Regions from separate parts of the Oryctolagus cuniculus genome. Here region 1 is linked to region 2. Evidence: chromatin contacts called from public Micro-C data. All regions are on one chromosome and are shown on one strand. The core of a region is the stretch at or near the end of the contact, and the rest is flanking DNA. Distances in the headings are between cores, read along the strand shown.

What was found. A called contact is a pair of places that touch in the nucleus more often than the background predicts.
Region 1: a Micro-C map of ear pinna shows a contact between it and region 2, with 5 times the contacts expected there. The contact joins the promoter of TINF2 here to the promoter of SDR39U1 in region 2. A contact is called at or near these places in 2 of 6 Hi-C or Micro-C datasets (ear pinna and an unstated tissue).

The regions. Positions count from the first base shown.
Region 1 is chr12:50,963,065-50,967,725 of mOryCun1.1, reverse strand. TINF2 (TERF1 interacting nuclear factor 2) reads right to left here and starts at 1,913. Exons shown (of 9, transcript XM_008269435.4): 1 at 1,388-1,913; 2 at 1,143-1,247; 3 at 927-1,028; 4 at 747-854; 5 at 556-652; 6 at 1-210. The coding sequence starts at 1,579.
Region 2 is chr12:50,759,389-50,763,996 of mOryCun1.1, reverse strand. SDR39U1 (short chain dehydrogenase/reductase family 39U member 1) reads right to left here and starts at 2,096. Exons shown (of 6, transcript XM_070053814.1): 1 at 2,020-2,096; 2 at 1,587-1,693; 3 at 1,422-1,504; 4 at 922-1,043; 5 at 56-199. The coding sequence starts at 2,086. KHNYN (KH and NYN domain containing) reads left to right here. Exons shown (of 8, transcript XM_070053813.1): 8 at 1-597.

The DNA of each region.
Region 1 (4,661 bases), core at 664-3,163, 200 kb before region 2:
ATCGGGACTGGATTCTTCGCCGCCCTAGAGGGGCCAGATTGAAATGATGGCCCGCTAAAGGTTCTGGATGCTTCCTAGATGCTGGTCCTTGAGGAAGGCATGGACCAGGCTTGGCTTTTGGCAGAGGAGTGTGGAGTGCTGCAGGTCTTGGTTGCTGAGGAGGGTTCTGCTCCACGGGCTCTGTCAGGTTCAGTGAGTCGACAGAACACTCTGGAAGAGAAAATGAGACTCCTTGCGAAGAGAACGGTAACAATAAGTCTGGTTTCTTGTGCTTTAGGCCAGGGGTGGGGGACTTCTGGCCCATGGGCTGTATAAGGTCCACAGAGTCACTCAGTCTGGCATTGCCAAGGCATCTGCAGTTAGGACTCAGGGTTCAGTATATCTGTAGCAGACTAATTTTTAAGTTGATCATTTTGTATGGCCTGGAATGATGTTATAAATATTTAAATGGCCTTGGAAAAAATACGGTGTCCCACCCCTGCTTTAGGCCCATGTTTTAATCCCCTGATAATCCCTACACCCCAAACTCCTAGCTCCCTCAGATGGCCCTTGTACCTGAAAGTGTCCACCCCATGTCCTCACTGTATTGGCGCAAGGCAAGACAGGAGGTGACAGAAATTCCAGGCTGCAGCCAATTCAGTATATTCTGAAGCTGTGGGCAGGGGGAGAGAGAGATGCAGATGATGATGACCATTGGTGACACCACCTCCCCACCCTCTGCCCTGGAGCATCTGCCCCGACAACACCTGCTGCGCCTGCAGTGGAGGCAGTGCCTTTTCCAGCTGACACAAGTACTCAAAAAACAGCTTTTCCATGGCCACCAGAAAGGGTTCCCCATACTCCTGTGCAAGTTCCTGCAGAGGGGAAGGCAGCAGGTCAGAGGCGGCTTACAGCGGCCTAACAGCCTCCAAAGCAGCCAGTCTCACCTGCAGCTTGGAGGCCAAATCCCCCCGGGCCTCCGACAGTTGCTTCACCTGCTGGCAAAAAGTTTCCTGCGCCTCCAAAATCTTCCTCAAATCTTGCTTTGTCTGTTGGGGAATGAAGCCAAGTTAGAGGCCTCAGGGCCCGGGGGCTGGAAGGGGGGGCAGCTCTTGTCGCACCAAGTGTACCCGGAACTGGGGCTTGTCCCGGCTGCTACTCACAGCTTTGGGGTCCCTCACTACAGGTCCGGACTCTGGGAAGTGGTCGTTCAGGGCGTTCAGGACCTGCTCCCACGGCCGGCCCTGCAGGATCAGCTCCACCACCACCTGCACAATACTCAACTTAGACTCCCCGTTTGGGGGCGAGCTACCCTTGCCAACAGGTCTCACCCCCAAGCTGTCGTGTCAGGACCTTGCATCCCCACCCTTTCTCCTATTCTCTTTCCAGGTCCTATTCGCTCCAATACCTTAGCTTTTAGGCCTATACACAGACGCGCATGGTGCAGGTAGCGAACCAAACCCGGGGCGGCCGCGCGCAGGGTCCGAAGAAACTCCAGTACTCGCGGAAAATGCTCTACGCGGCGTCCGCGCACAACTTGCCAGCTGGCTGCCGCAGCGAAGCGCAGAGTGCCGGGGCCGGCTCCCAGAGGCGTGTCCATGGCCGCGGGTCTCCGCCCTGGGGCGGGCCCTTCGGGTTCCTTCCACCGAGGCCAGGCCGCCCGGTCCCTCCTAAGGGCGGGGTTTCCGGCGGCCCTCCGTGCTTCGCCGTGTCCGGATGCTTGGCGGGGCGACTCAGCGCTCTTGTCTGGGCCGCCGGGGTGCTGAGGACCCACTCCCAGCCCGGGCTACAGCCCGAATGCAGGAGCAGGCCGTCTCCCGCGGCACCAAGCCGCTCAGCTTTAAACGCCACAGTTGCCTCGAACCTGAGGGTACCTCACTTCCGGCTCTGGGACTGGTTGCCCTTCCTGGAAAAGGGCAACAAGAGAGGACCAATGGGCAGCCAGGCAGAGGGAAATGTGACCGTGCGTCACAAGGCCACGCCCCCGCAGATCCGGCGCCTCTCGGGCTCTACGCGCGGCCTGCGGTCGCAGCTGTTTTCCTTCTGAGGCGGCTCATCCTGGGCCCTTCTGGCCTCTACGCTGCTTGCCAGGGCCAAAAAACAGTCCTTTGGCTTCTCTGAGGCTCGGCTTCCTGGCCCGTGAAGTGGGGGTCGTGTCACGTCCTTCCATCAGCTTCGCCCGTTTTGAAATACGTAGGGTTCCTGTCTGCGAAGCCTTCTCCAGCGAGCTCTCGCTTCCAGTCAGAATTCCACAGCCCCTCTTACCAGAGGAGGGCGCTCGCTTTTTAGAAATAAAAGTTTAAAAAGAGGCATCCGTTTGCTAGCTTGGCTTTCTCGGGATGGTAGAATTATAATTTCTTGTGGTGTTTCTGTTTTTGTTTTTTTTTGTGTGTTTTTGTGATGTCTTTTTTGTATCCTGTAACTAAAATAAATTCAAAAAGTAGATAGACTTCCGGTCCCCGTCTCTCTCTCTCTCTCTCTTTTTTTTTTTTTTTTTTTTGACAGGCAGAGTGGACAGTGAGAGAGAGAGACAGAGAGAAAGGCCTTCCTTTACCGTTGGTTCACCCGCCAATGGCCCCTGCGGCCGGCGCACCGCACTGATCCGAAGGCAGGACCCAGGTACTTATCCTGGTCTCCCATGCAGGTGCAGGGCCCAAGCACTTGGGCCATCCTCCACTGCACTCCCGGGCCACAGCAGAGAGCTGGCCTGGAAGAGGGGCAACCGGGACAGAATCCGGCGCCCCAACCAGGACTAGAACCCGGTGTGCCGGCGCCGCAAGGTGGAGGATTAGCCTAGTGAGCCGTGGCGCGGGTCTTTTCCATATTTCTGTTGTACGATTAGCTGAAGCCAGCCCCCTAATGTGGTTGACTTTTGTTTGTCTGCTGATTGTCTTGCCTTGTCCCTCTTATTTCCATCACGAAGCCCAGAACTTGGCACATGGGGCGCACTCTTTAGCCGTTGACCGGGTCAGTTGCCTGCCTTGGCTACCTTGTAGGGATGTAGTGACACTGCCATTTCCTCGGGCCATCTCTTCCATTGCCAGACAATGGTCTCCACCCCAAGGCAGTCTTGAGCTGATTCACCTTCAACTGCAAATTGGGACACCTAGTCCCAAAGTACCCCAAGTTACACATGTGTAAAACTCTAGTTATCTTCCATTTTTCCTTCATTTATTTCTTCCCTGACAGTCTTCCTTTAAAAAAATTATTTATTTGAAAGACAGAGTGCCAGAGAGAGGGAGAAACAGAGAGACACAGAGAGAGGTCTTCCATCTGCTGATTCACCCCCCAAATGGCCACAATAGCCAGGGCTAGGTCAAAGCCAGGAACTGCATTTGGGTGAGCAGCAGGCGCCCAAGCACATGGGCCATCTTCTGCCTTCCCAGGCACATTAGCGGGGAGCTGGAATGGAAATGCAGAAGCAGAGACTCAGAGCCCCTGGTTTGCGCTTAACTCATAGTAGGAGCTCAATGTGTTTATTTCTTCCCAGCTCTTTGGAGGAAAATATTGCTCCCAATTTTGCCTTTTTGAGCTCTAATAAATAAAGGGAGAAGAGCCAAATGAATGAATGCGAGGCAAATTACAAAGTTTTAGAAAAGTTTGACTCTCGGGGCCGGCGTTCTGGTATAGTGGGTCGAACCGCCACCTGCAGTGCCAGCATCCCATATGGGCACCAGTTGTAGTCCCAGCTGCTCCATTTCCAATCCAGCTCTCTGCTACGGCCTGGGAAAGGAATAGAAGATGGCCCAAGGCCTTGGGCCCTGCACCTGCGTGGGAGACCCGGAAGAAGCTCCTGGCTTCGGATCGGTGCAGCTCTGGCCGTTGCAGCCAACTGGGGAGTGAACCAGTGGATCGAAGACCTCTCTCTCTCTGCCTCTCCTTCTCTCTCTGTGTAACTCTGACTTTCAAGTAAATGAATAGATCTTTAAAAAAGAAAAGTTTAACTCTCACAGTAGCAATCCCAAGAGAAAAGAGATAATGTTGCATTGTTATTTAATCTTCCAGGAACTTACTTTAAAGTAAAATGTATCAATAGTATTTATTTTTTTAAAGGTTAACAGTAGTTTTAATATAGTTAGTACACACTAAAAATGAAGACAGCAATTTTTGGTTAGAATGAACACAGATTTACCAGCTTGAAAGATGATTATGATAGCTCTATTTGTAATGGCTGAACATGGAGAACCTTGCTGTTTGTCATAGCGATACATTCAATTTCCAGGATGATTAGCATAGATCAGATAAATCATGTCATATCTATGTGACAGACTTTGTTCATTTGCTGTTAAAACTGAAGTGAGGGGCCGGCGCCGCGGCTCACTAGGCTAATCCTCCGCCTAGCGGTGCCGGCACACCGGGTTCTAGTCCCGGTCGGGGCACCGGATTCTGTCCCGGTTGCCCCTCTTCCAGGCCAGCCCTCTGCTGTGGCCAGGGAGTGCAGTGGAGGATGGCCCAGGTGCTTGGGCCCTGCACCCCATGGGAGACCAGGAAAAGCACCTGGCTCCTGGCTCCTGCCATCGGATCAGCGCGGTGCGCCGGCCGCAGCGCGCCGGCCGCGGCGGCCATTGGAGGGTGAACCAACGGTAAAGGAAGGCCTTTCTCTCTGTCTCTCTCTCTCACTGTCCACTCTGCCTGTCAAAAAAAAAAAAAAAAAAAAAAAAAAAAACTGAAGTGAGGGCTGG
Region 2 (4,608 bases), core at 847-3,346:
TTCCCCCAGAGGAGCAATCCCAGCCTCGTCTGATACCCAGACCCCTGCTTCTCACCAGAGCGCACCACCACCTGGCGTGTAGAGTTTCCAGGAAGCCTGGCTGCAGCTTCCCACTTGGCTACGAGCTTGGAGAAAAAGTCAAAATCCCCTCCTGGGCTGTCCTCGTCATACTCTGCAGTCTGGCTGGGCCGGTAGTAAGCTGTTGGTGGAATAGCACTAGTTTGTCCTGGGTGCCCTGGCTCCCCTTGGTCTCGCCCTCTTTGGCCCTTAGATCTCCCCATGGGAGGACAGAGCCGTGGCCATGTCCCCCTGCGCTTCCCCATGACCTGACCTGTTTCTGTCCTGGGGGGATTCTTACTTGCTTTTGGTTGCAGAGCTAAGCTGAAAGCTGCTAGGGTGTAAGAGTTAGAACCTTGGGGATGCGGTACTGCCTCGGTTTAGTCTCAGCTCCACCATTTAGTAACTGTGACTTTAAGCAAGATACTTAATCTCTCTGTATGGAATTTTTTTTTTTTTTTGGCATTTTAAAAATGGGAATAATAGTAACTACCTCATAGGGATGTTGTGAGGAATAAAAGATGCAATACATATAACACACTAAGAATAGTGGCTGGTATGTAAGTTACAATTGTTTGCAATGGTTTGGTCCCAAATGTGACACACAACAATCAAGAACTGTTTCTAAAAATACTGGTGTGAGAAGCAAGGGATGTGAGATTCGGGGGGCTTTTCCCTGGCACTGGGAGCGGTGCCACCACTCCTTCCTCTGACGGTCTCCATTTCGCATTGCAAGTACACATGATACGCATCAAAGGTGGAGCAAGTTTCTGTGCCTGCAGACAGCTGGCGAAGGGCCGGAGCTGCCTCTCAGTCTGCAGGCCCCTTCCTGCCAACATAAGGGGGTGGTGTTTGGGGGCATACCTACACCTGTGACTAAGACCCAGGCCTGGGGGCGCTGTGGGGCCTCGCTGATGGCTTTAGCCAGTATCTTCGTGGTCTCCAGGCGGCTGCTGAGAACCTCTTCCTGGAAGGCTTCGTTCCACCTGCAGGAGAAACAAGGGAGATGAAAAGCTACTGAATACCAGTACATGCACAGAGCCCAACCCGTCTTCCTCGGGCCGCCGCAGACCCATTACTAGTGAAAGCCTGCGCTGTGGCTTAAGAGCAAGGGTCTGCGTCCCGTAGAGGAAAAGGCCTATCTGTGCTGGGCACGCTGGGTTACATGTAGGCCTATCTGTGCTGGGCACGCTGGGTTACATGTGGGGACCCAAGTCAACCGGCCCGTTGGGAGCAGGTGCAGGGGGGCGTGGGGGCGTGGGGGTGAGGGATCTGGCTACATCCACAGCTCACGGGTTCTTCTCAGAGTCGGCCCCTTCTCCCCCTTTGCTCTGAAGGACATCTGCTTCAGCGCCTGCGCTGACCTTCGGAGAGGGTTGAGGATGTTCGCTCCGGCCAGGTTGACCACGGCGTCGCAGCTGGGCAGCCCCGACTGGGCGAGCGCATCCTGTCGGGGAAAGCACACAGTGCCCCCGGCCCCGCCCCGCCGACCTCGGCCCGCCGCCCCGGCTCCCAGGGCACCGACATACCCAGGTGATCCGGCCGGGACCCCGCTGTCGGGAGACCAGCGTCACTTCGTGGCCCCGGGCTCTTAGCAGCTGGAATAGGGCTGTCCCGATGAAGCCCGTCCCGCCACCTGATCGGAAAATGCGAACAGTGTACTCTCCGCCCCGCTGGTGGCCCCGACCTCGGGCGCCAGCCAACTGGACCGTTCCCTTCCTCCCCTCGCCCTCCCCGCGGGGCCCGGCTGGCAGAGGTCATGGGGCCGAGGGGAGATTCGGCTCCTCGGGCCAGGGGGCAAAGGTCGGATTGCCAGAGCGCGAGACATTGCTCTGTCGGCAACGACCCCGAGCCCCCGATCTCTGGCTAAACTTGCTGCCCGCCCCCCTCAGCTCTCCCTCACCCACGAGCACTCGCATAGCGACCTCGACCTAGTGCGCCTGCGCAAGGTTTAAAGCGTACGGGGTTTGTCTCTCTGACGGCGGCCAAGACAGCTTTGCGCATGCGTATTTCGGGGAGCGCGGTCCATTTAAGCGGACCTCTCGAGATTGGGCGTGGCTCTTCCCGGTGACCCGGAAGAACTTCTAAAGATAAGTTGTGTCTGTCATTGGAAGGTGAGGGTGGCACTGTGGCGGACGCGGCGGGATAATTAGACCGTGGACGGGGATAGGGGAAAGCTGCTGAAGAGGGAAGATTCTGGTGCAAGGCGGGGAAAGAAAAACAAAAACCACACATGAAACCACAAACCAAAAAGCTCCAACACAATCCTTGCCTTAAAACCCGCCGCTTTCTATACTGCAGGATTCTGGAAGACCTTTCTGTTTAATGGGTCAGTAACCCCAGCAACTCAGTTCTCCGATACTGTGAATTTCCTTCTAGGGAGCCTGTTTTATCTGCTCTTTAGCTCCGGTCCTTCCTGTCGGCATTTAGAGGCCAGAGTTGTTCTAACCTTGAAATAACTCCTCCAGTCCTCCGAGCTCCAGCTAATGTTCTCTTTCTCTTTACTTTCATAGCTACATGTCTTATTTATTTTTGAAAGGCAAAGGTACAGAGAGAAGGGGAGAGGGAGAGACAGGAAATTTCCATCCACGAGTTCACTCCTCAAATGGCCAAAGGCTGGGGCGGGAGCCGGGAGCCAGGAGCCGGAAGCTTCTTCCAGGTCTATCTACGAGGGTGCAGGGGCCCAAGGACTTGGGCCATCTTCTGCTGCTTTCCCAGGCCATAGCGGAGAGCTGGATAGGAAGTGGAGCAGCCAGGACTTCGACAACACTGCAGGCAGAGGCTTAACTTTCTGTGCCACAGTGCTGACGTCAGGTAAATGTCATTAAAAAAATTAAGTTTCTATTTTCTACTTACTGGTTCACCCCCTTACCACCTCCACCCCATTCTCCCCACCCCCAATTTCTTTTTTTTTTTTTTTTTTTTTTTTGACAGGCAGAGTGGACAGTGAGAGAGAGAGACAGAGAGAAAGGTCTTCCTTTGCCATTGGTTCACCCTCCAATGGCCGGCGCGGCCGGCGCGCTGCGGCCGGCGCACCGCGCTGATCCGATGGCAGGAGCCAGGAGCCAGGTGCTTTCCCTGGTCTCCCATGGGGTGCAGGGCCCAAGCACCTGGGCCATCCTCCACTGCACTCCCTGGCCACAGCAGAGGGCTGGCCTGGAAGAGGGGCAACCGGGACAGAATCCGGCGCCCCGACCGGGACTAGAACCTGGTGTGCCGGCGCCGCTAGGCGGAGGATTAGCTTAGTGAGCCGCGGCGCCGGCCCCCACCCCCAATTTCTGATACCCCCTCCCGCCAAGAGCAAACATCATATCTGATGCCTAGTTTTAAGTCGTTTTTCTTGACTTCTCATATCACCAGGTACTTGCTGCCTGTTGACTCGGGTTGGAAATGCTCATCTCTTGGTTTCAGTGAAAGTCTCATACTCTTCCGGGTCTTCCTCTTAGCTTTTTCTCAGTCTGTTGCTTGTTGGGCCTCTAAGTTCTTTTCAAGAAATTTTTATTTATTTATTTATTTTATTTTGTTAGAGATCTATGTAAAGAGATGCCCCATTCCATGGTTCACTCCCTGGATGCCTGCAGCAGCCAGGGCTGGACTGGGCCAGGCCAAAGCCAGGAGGCAGGAACTCAATGTCAGGTTTCCCCCTGTGGGTGGCAGGGACCCAAGTGCTTGAGTCATCACCTGCTGCTTCCCAGGGTGTGCATTAGCAGGAAGACTTGAACCAGACACTCTTCTGTGGGGTGCAGGTGCCCCAAGCAGCGTCTTAACTGCTGACCGTACACCTTTACCTCTAGGTTTTTAAAATGCTGGTATTTCTGAGAGCTTCTTTTCTTCCCACACTGCACTTTGCCCCAGTTATCTGTGTTTTGAATTTAGTTAACAGTGTTTTACAGAAGATTTCCCAAATCTACGCGGCAACTCAGAATTCTCCGAGCTCCTAACTCCTGTAAAAACGTCCTACTATTTATCATTTTTGGGGGGTCTGAAATCCTGTTTATTTTACTTATTAAATATCTCTCAGATCCACCTATTTATTTTTTTCTCAGCATCCTCATCCTCATTCAGATGTTCTGAAGTTCCTGTAATAGTAGAATCTCCTTAATTTTTTGTGTTTTTCCTCTCTAAACTGTTCTACATGTTGAACCTCAGTTATCTTACAAAAACACATGGGAGGAACACTGCAGTAGTATATTATATCCTAAAATGCCCAGTGCAAAATTCCTGGATAAGCTGGATATACATGAACACATTTCCATTTAAATGCATTGTGGAGTTAGCCAGACAACTAAAGGAAGTCTCCAGAGACCAAAAACTAAAGTGCGCCTTAGAATTGTTGCTATGACAAAGATTCTCTGCTTGGCCAAACTGTAGTTAGGTTTCTGAGCCTTTTCCTAGGCCCATCTTTGCACTTCCTTATAAAATCCAGGTTTTGTGGGTAAAGATTTATTTATTTATTTGAAGGGCAGAATTAATAGAGGAAGAGATAGAGCTCTCCCATCCACTACCTGAATGGCCACAATGATTGGGGCTGGGCCAGGCCAGAGCTAGGAG